Regions from separate parts of the Anas platyrhynchos genome. Here region 1 is linked to region 2. Evidence: chromatin contacts called from public Hi-C data. All regions are on one chromosome and are shown on one strand. The core of a region is the stretch at or near the end of the contact, and the rest is flanking DNA. Distances in the headings are between cores, read along the strand shown. Region 1 holds the start of RP2 (RP2 activator of ARL3 GTPase). Region 2 overlaps JADE3 (jade family PHD finger 3).

Evidence for each region. A called contact is a pair of places that touch in the nucleus more often than the background predicts.
Region 1: a contact with region 2 is called in a Hi-C map of skeletal muscle, with 2.3 times the contacts expected there. The contact joins the promoter of RP2 here to the enhancer-like site in region 2. A contact is called at or near these places in 3 of 8 Hi-C or Micro-C datasets (liver, skeletal muscle and subcutaneous adipose tissue).

Annotation. Positions count from the first base shown.
Region 1 is chr1:137,496,467-137,499,444 of IASCAAS_PekinDuck_T2T, reverse strand. RP2 (RP2 activator of ARL3 GTPase) reads left to right here and starts at 1,422. Exons shown (of 5, transcript XM_027446962.3): 1 at 1,422-1,674. The coding sequence starts at 1,531.
Region 2 is chr1:137,434,011-137,437,176 of IASCAAS_PekinDuck_T2T, reverse strand. It overlaps JADE3 (jade family PHD finger 3), which reads left to right. Exons shown (of 11, transcript XM_038173166.2): 6 at 621-832; 7 at 2,729-2,896. Among named protein-coding and RNA genes, the nearest start is that of JADE3, 40 kb to the left of the region's middle. Within about 2 kb of position 1,591, at least 4 of the 8 cell types and tissues checked have an H3K27ac peak or open chromatin away from gene starts, as enhancers often do. A contact at or near this core is called in subcutaneous adipose tissue, where this site is marked.

The DNA of each region.
Region 1 (2,978 bases), core at 173-2,672, 62 kb before region 2:
AGCTGCAGAGTTTCTGCCACAGAAACAGCTTGCAGCAAAATTCAGATTAATGTGTTCTCTGTGTCATACATTATGCCGTCCTAATATTAGGATGCATACTTTGACTGTGTAGGATATATTAAATGATGGCCTTACTTACACATGATTCTTTCATTCATTTGGCCAACAGTATTTAATTTATGGCTTTTGGGGTCTACTTAGATTTTCAGTTTTAAAAAAAAAAAAAAAAACTTGGGTTGGGAATATCAGAAAGGTTATTTCTGAACAAACAAGTTAGCAAAAATGAACTGTTCTGTTTTGTTATTTGTGCTTTTCCTCGTCGTAGTATATCAGTTCACGGTGACCTGGGACACAGCCACACGGGTCCATTGTTCCTACTTAACTAACCCCAGTGTTAAAGCTGTGTACCACACCTACCAGGCTTGCTGCTGAGGACAGCTACAAAAATCAGTCCCAAATCAGCAGTAACAATGCAAAAATAGATCATAATACATTGCAAAATTAGCCATATTATTTGTTCATCTTGGTCTCAAGTCCCGGACCAACTTCTGTTGGTTGGTGCTCAGTCTGGCGAGAGCCCCTGGCATTAGGGAACCTGCAAGGAGAAACGAAAAAGGGCCAGTGTGATGTGATCCCAGAGTATGCGATGATTTCTGTGTGAGATTACTCAGTATACGTCATCTGCTTCTGTGGAAAAAAAAAGAAAAAAAAAAGAGGGTCTGTTTAGACACAAACGCACAGATGTCTAATTAAAATGGTTGCTTCTCACATCCATCAGTTACCCAACACAGTTTACCACATGTCTGTGCAAACATTTGTGCATAGGTGGTGGGGGATTCCGGTAAGCAGCTGGAGGCACGGGATGCTTTCTGGGAACAGCTCTGTCATCACCGTGCATCAAAACACAGTCTGAGGGGATGAGCCCAGCGGTAAATCCCCTTCTCCTCCTTTCTGCCGAATACATGAAGAATTGCCCCTGCCGCGTGTAATTTCTCTCTCCCGTAAGTCACAGTTTCAAATGAGTGTAGGTGAATCTAATCTGAACTAGGAAGGCTTTCAAAGCTTTGCCTGGATGAGCTGCACCTCAAGCAGAGGATTTGTGACCCTTGCTGACAGAAAACCCGAGCTGAGCTTTGAGGAAGTAGCAGCCGTGAAGTCCTTTATTTTTTTCTCTTCTTGACTTTCGCGTCTTACAGACGACATTTCGAGGTCTTCTCCATGCCCAGCAGGACTAAAACCTGCCCTTAAACAAGACGCTCCCCAGATCTGTCACCAGGGGCAGGGGCAGCGCCGCCCCCCGCCAGCCCCTGAGGGGCCGCGGGCACGCGCGCGGGGGCACCCGGAAGCGGGGCGGGGCGGGGCGCGGGCACGGCGCTGCGCTGGCGCGCGCGCTCCCGATGCTCCCCCCCCCCCTCCCCTCCCTTCCCCTCCCCGCCCCGCCCACTCCGCGGCCGCGGGCGCGCGCCGGGGCGGTTGGAGCGCGCGGCGGCCGTTACCGGTTGCCGTTAGCGGTTGCCCTCAGCGGCGGCCATGGGCTGCTGCTTCTCCAAGCGCAGGAAGGCGGCGCAGGGCGGGCAGCAGCAGCAGCAGCAGCAGCAGGCGGCCGGAGCTGACGGGGAGCCGGCGGCCGGAGAGGAGAAGGCGCCGCAGTACAGCTGGGAGCAGCGGGCCAAGGTGCGGGGCCGCGGGGCGCGGCTCGGAGGGTGCCGGTCCCGCCTCAGGATCCCCTCAGGGTCCCCTCAGGATCCCCTCAGGGTCCCCTCAGGGCGTATCTCGCCTGCCAGCACCTGTTGGAGGGTGAAACTGGCCGTGCGGTGCGGCTGGCAGCCGGGTGCCTTCTTCCTGAGGGGCTTGGGGTTGTTTCCTCTTTTATTTATTTATTTTATTTTAGCGCTGTTTGGTTTTTAAATGCTGCCGGGGCTGTCGAAGCGTCCCGGCAGCCCGCTGTGGAGGGCTGGGTGAAGGCAGCTCCTGACCCCTCGGAGCCTCAGCGCCCAAGTCCCGCATTCAGCACGCTTCGTCCCAGGTTTGGCTTCCGAAATGCCCTGCCCTCATAATCCTCCTCCTCCTCTGGTCGCCTCTGCACGGGGAAGGAGAAAACGGGGCAGAACTTAAACTTAATTTGTGTGGTTTTGAGCAGGCAGAATCCCCAGACCTTTAGGCCATGTTTTACAAGTATAGGAAAGAAAACATGTGAGCTTATTTGAATGCTCAGCTTGCTTGCTTGCTTGTTTTTGTAACCTGGCTAGGTGCTCCGGGGTGTCCCTTAAGCCTTCCAAGTAGATTAAGACAAGCTGTGGTGGAGATGCACACAGGAGCGTGCCCCAGCGGAATCAGCTCCTGGAGGATAAAGGAGGTTGATCTGTGCCGGGCTTGTTGCTGTTGGACTGCGCTTACAGGGAGAGCAGAATGAATCCCTGTGCAAAAGGGTATTGCTAGCTGAGCACTGAGCACAGTGTCATTTAACCGTAGAGCAACTTGGTCGGATAAAGCTCAGCTCATATGAGATTTCTTTTACCTCCTCTGCTTACGTGGCACTAAGTTCTCAAACTGTAACAGGAGGAAAATCGGGACTTAGAAACACTTGATTTGGAGAACAACCAACCTCCTGGCAAGGGAGGTGACTGTTAATGTGCTGGAAGTAGGTGCGAGTTAACAGACTGGGCTATTACAGCATGAAAAAGCTAGCTCTGGGGTGGGAAAAAGCATGTAATGCATTGTGTATACAACAACTTCCTCTTTGTAGAAAGGACTCTGAGAAACGGGAAGAATCTGATTTCGGGCTGTTCTGCTGAACTGTGGAAGCCGTCAAATTATCTGCTTAATTTGGTACAGTGCAGCCCAAGAACAGCTACGGGATGTCCCAGCCCGCTTCTCCTGCTCTCTGCTTGCAGCAGCCGTTGGGATTTTAAGTGTGCACATGGGAGCAGGAGGGCAGTGCTGAGACACTGGGTCTTAGGTAAAGGAATACTGAGCGC
Region 2 (3,166 bases), core at 342-2,841:
AAGGGTGAAGTTGCTGGAGAGAGCTAGCAGGGCTTTAAGGACACTCTCCTCAAGAAGCACAAGAGTGATCATGGCTTTTCTGGGTCTGAAATCACCATCCCTGGAGATTTTCAAGGTCTGACTGGGTGTGTTTGTGAGCAGCCTAATCTGGATTCAGTGCTGGCCCTGCTCTGAGCAGGGAGCTGGGCTGGATCCCTCCAAGGCCAATTCCCACCTGAATGATACCGTAATCCTTTACGTTCAGGGAGTGGAAGAAACATTCTGGCACTGGAGAGAACAGTTTAGTACCAGAAGGCACTCTGTTTTAGCAGTCATTTATCTTTTCCATCTCCCTGTTTATCAGGTGCAACAAGAAATCAAAATGATCAGCCATCTCCTTGTCCAGCAGTTGGAGTGATGTTTTTTGTCTTATGCACAACCCAGACTTTTACTTCAATAGTCGTTCTGTTTGTATTTATAAAACCCTGCTAAAATTAGCCAGTGAATGATAAAAGGCTTTTTAAATTTAAGTCGTGTATGCTGTGGTAGTTGCTGGAAGTTGTGCTTTATGTCCCCATCTCAGACCAGGTCAAAAGCACCTGACTGTCTCCCAATTCCCCCCTCCCCGTTCTGCACTGCAGGGTGCGGGCCCCTGGATGAAAACACGATGGAAAAGACGATTGAAGTGCTGGAGCGGCACTGCCACGAGAACATGAATCATGCGATTGAGACTGAAGAAGGGCTGGGCATAGAGTACGATGAAGATGTCATCTGTGATGTGTGCCGGTCCCCTGACAGCGAAGATGGGAATGATATGGTGTTTTGTGACAAGTGTAACATCTGCGTCCATCAGGTCGGTGCCTGCGGAGGCGTTGACACTGTCCTCTGGTCTTTGTTTACCTTGGCAAGCGTGGAATTTGAGCTGGTATTAAACATGGAGGGCTTTGCCATTTGCTGGGTAAGGAGGGTGGTGCAATACCAAGCCCAAATTCTGTAGTCTGGGAGTTACAGCAGGTAAGTGGCCGAGCACAGTCTGTGTGTGGACCTCTGTCACCCAGCAGGAGTGTGAAGCGTCCTCAGGACTTGCAAGCGCTTTCTCTGTGACCATAAAGCCCTTTATTAACCCTCCTTTTGAAAATAAATAGGGTGGAGAGCGCTGCCTGCCTATATGTAAAGAATTCAAAGACAGCTTATTTAAGAGCTGGGGTTTTTCCCTCCTTGATTGACTTGTTAACTTGTTAAGAAAGCCTGGCAGCAACCAGAAAGAGTTATCACTTCGATTTTTAATCTGGATGGGCCCTGCTTCACCAAGCAGCCTCAGGTCTGTTCGTCATCACGCCGCTTGGAGGCGGGGAGGAGGAGTGCGAGAGATTTCCTCCTTCACAGTGCCCTCTCATGCCAGCTCAGCCAGATTGCCAAGTTACTGGTTTGGTAGCCTAGGCCGCCTCCACTCATTAGCTGGATTAAATTAGGGAACGGTTTACGTCCGTCTCCAGCCTCCTAAATGTGATCTTTTGGTATAATGCCACTTCTGCATCAGTAATAGAAAGAGTGTTGGTGGGAACGTGCCTCAGAACAGGAAAAAAATAAATCACTTGTAAAATTGAGATTACAGCTCCCCCTGTTGGGTTTTTACAACAGTCAGACATGAAAATAGCGTTCAGGTTAGTCTGTCCTGGTGGTTCTGTAATGCAGGATTTCACTCAGGAAAGTCCCCCTCTCTCTAGGCGTGAGGGGAATGCGCAGTGTTTGGTGATACTGCTTCATGGTCAGTACCAGAAGGGGAAGCAAGCACGGGGATTTTATACTGGATTTGAATCTAAAAGGCTGGTTACAGCTGGCAAGGCTTTCAGTCTGACTGTTCCCAGATAGGGTGTTGGGAATGGTGTGATTTCCTTAGAAAGCAGCCCTGTTGGTAAGGCTTCTTGCTGTGAGTGGTGTCGGATACACTCAGCTTTAAGATGTGCCTGTATTCAATAGGGTACAGGTGTAGTTTGCCATGAAGGAGAGCTATGAATCTGAATTAGAAAGCAAAGTGCATTTCTTATTTCTTTTTAATCCTCAAATTTAGGAAAAGGTAAGAAATCCCTCAATTTTCAAGGGGTCAAACGCAATATTCAGGGAAATAGGCCTAAAAAAGAGCATCTCATCATTTCAGTATGTACTGTAACTCTAGTTTGAATGTATATATATAAAGTCAAATGATAGAATGTCAGAACTGTAACCACAAAGATAATTTAATACTGTATGCAAAAATCTTCAGAAAAATCTTCAAAAACCAGCTCACTGCTTCACATCTAAACATATTTATGTTACTGTAAAGTTGTTAGCGATAGGAAATGGTGATTTTTAGGAAGGTCTACATAAATGCTGAAGCTAATTTAAAGAGATGTCTCCTTTTTTTCTTCAGAAACTTAAAAAGTTTATTAAAAAAAAATAGTTAATTGCTAAATGCAAAGATGAAGGTTCTTAATGGCAGTGTTTGTTCAGTCACAATGGCTGTTCTGTGCTGTGAACAAACAATACCAAGACACATACTTTAAAAAGAAGCAGGCGTAGAAAGCATTTGTTTTATAGGCTGTAAATCTCTTTGATCACCTGACTCCTTTTAAGGTAACGAAATTGGAGAAGGATTAAGCAAAGGCCAAACTGTGCCTTTAGGATCTGAAAGCTTTGTGCTGTATGAAAATCAATGTTTGGATGTGAAATCCTATTAGTGCAATGATCTCGATCCCTGTTTTCTCCCAAGGCGTGCTACGGAATCCTAAAAGTCCCTGAAGGGAGCTGGCTGTGCCGCACCTGCGTGCTGGGGATACACCCCCAGTGCCTCCTGTGTCCCAAACGAGGAGGTGCCATGAAAGCCACCAGGACAGGGACCAAGTGGGCGCACGTGAGCTGTGCCCTCTGGATTCCAGAGGTAAAGCCGAATTTCCAACTCATCCTTCTGTATCATGGTCCCTACTATCCTCTTTCTTCTCTTCTTCCTCCTCCTTGTTCCCTCCTTTGCTTTTTCACATTTTCATGATTTTAATATATCTATATGGCTTAGTCCTGGGCTTTATTCTGAGTCTGCAGAACCTGCAAAGGCTGGGAGAGAGAGATTAATCCCTTTGTTGGCCGTTTCCCCCGCCGACACACTGAGCAAGCACTCCTTGGTGTCGTTGCGGTACCCGAGTGACCTGCTGGA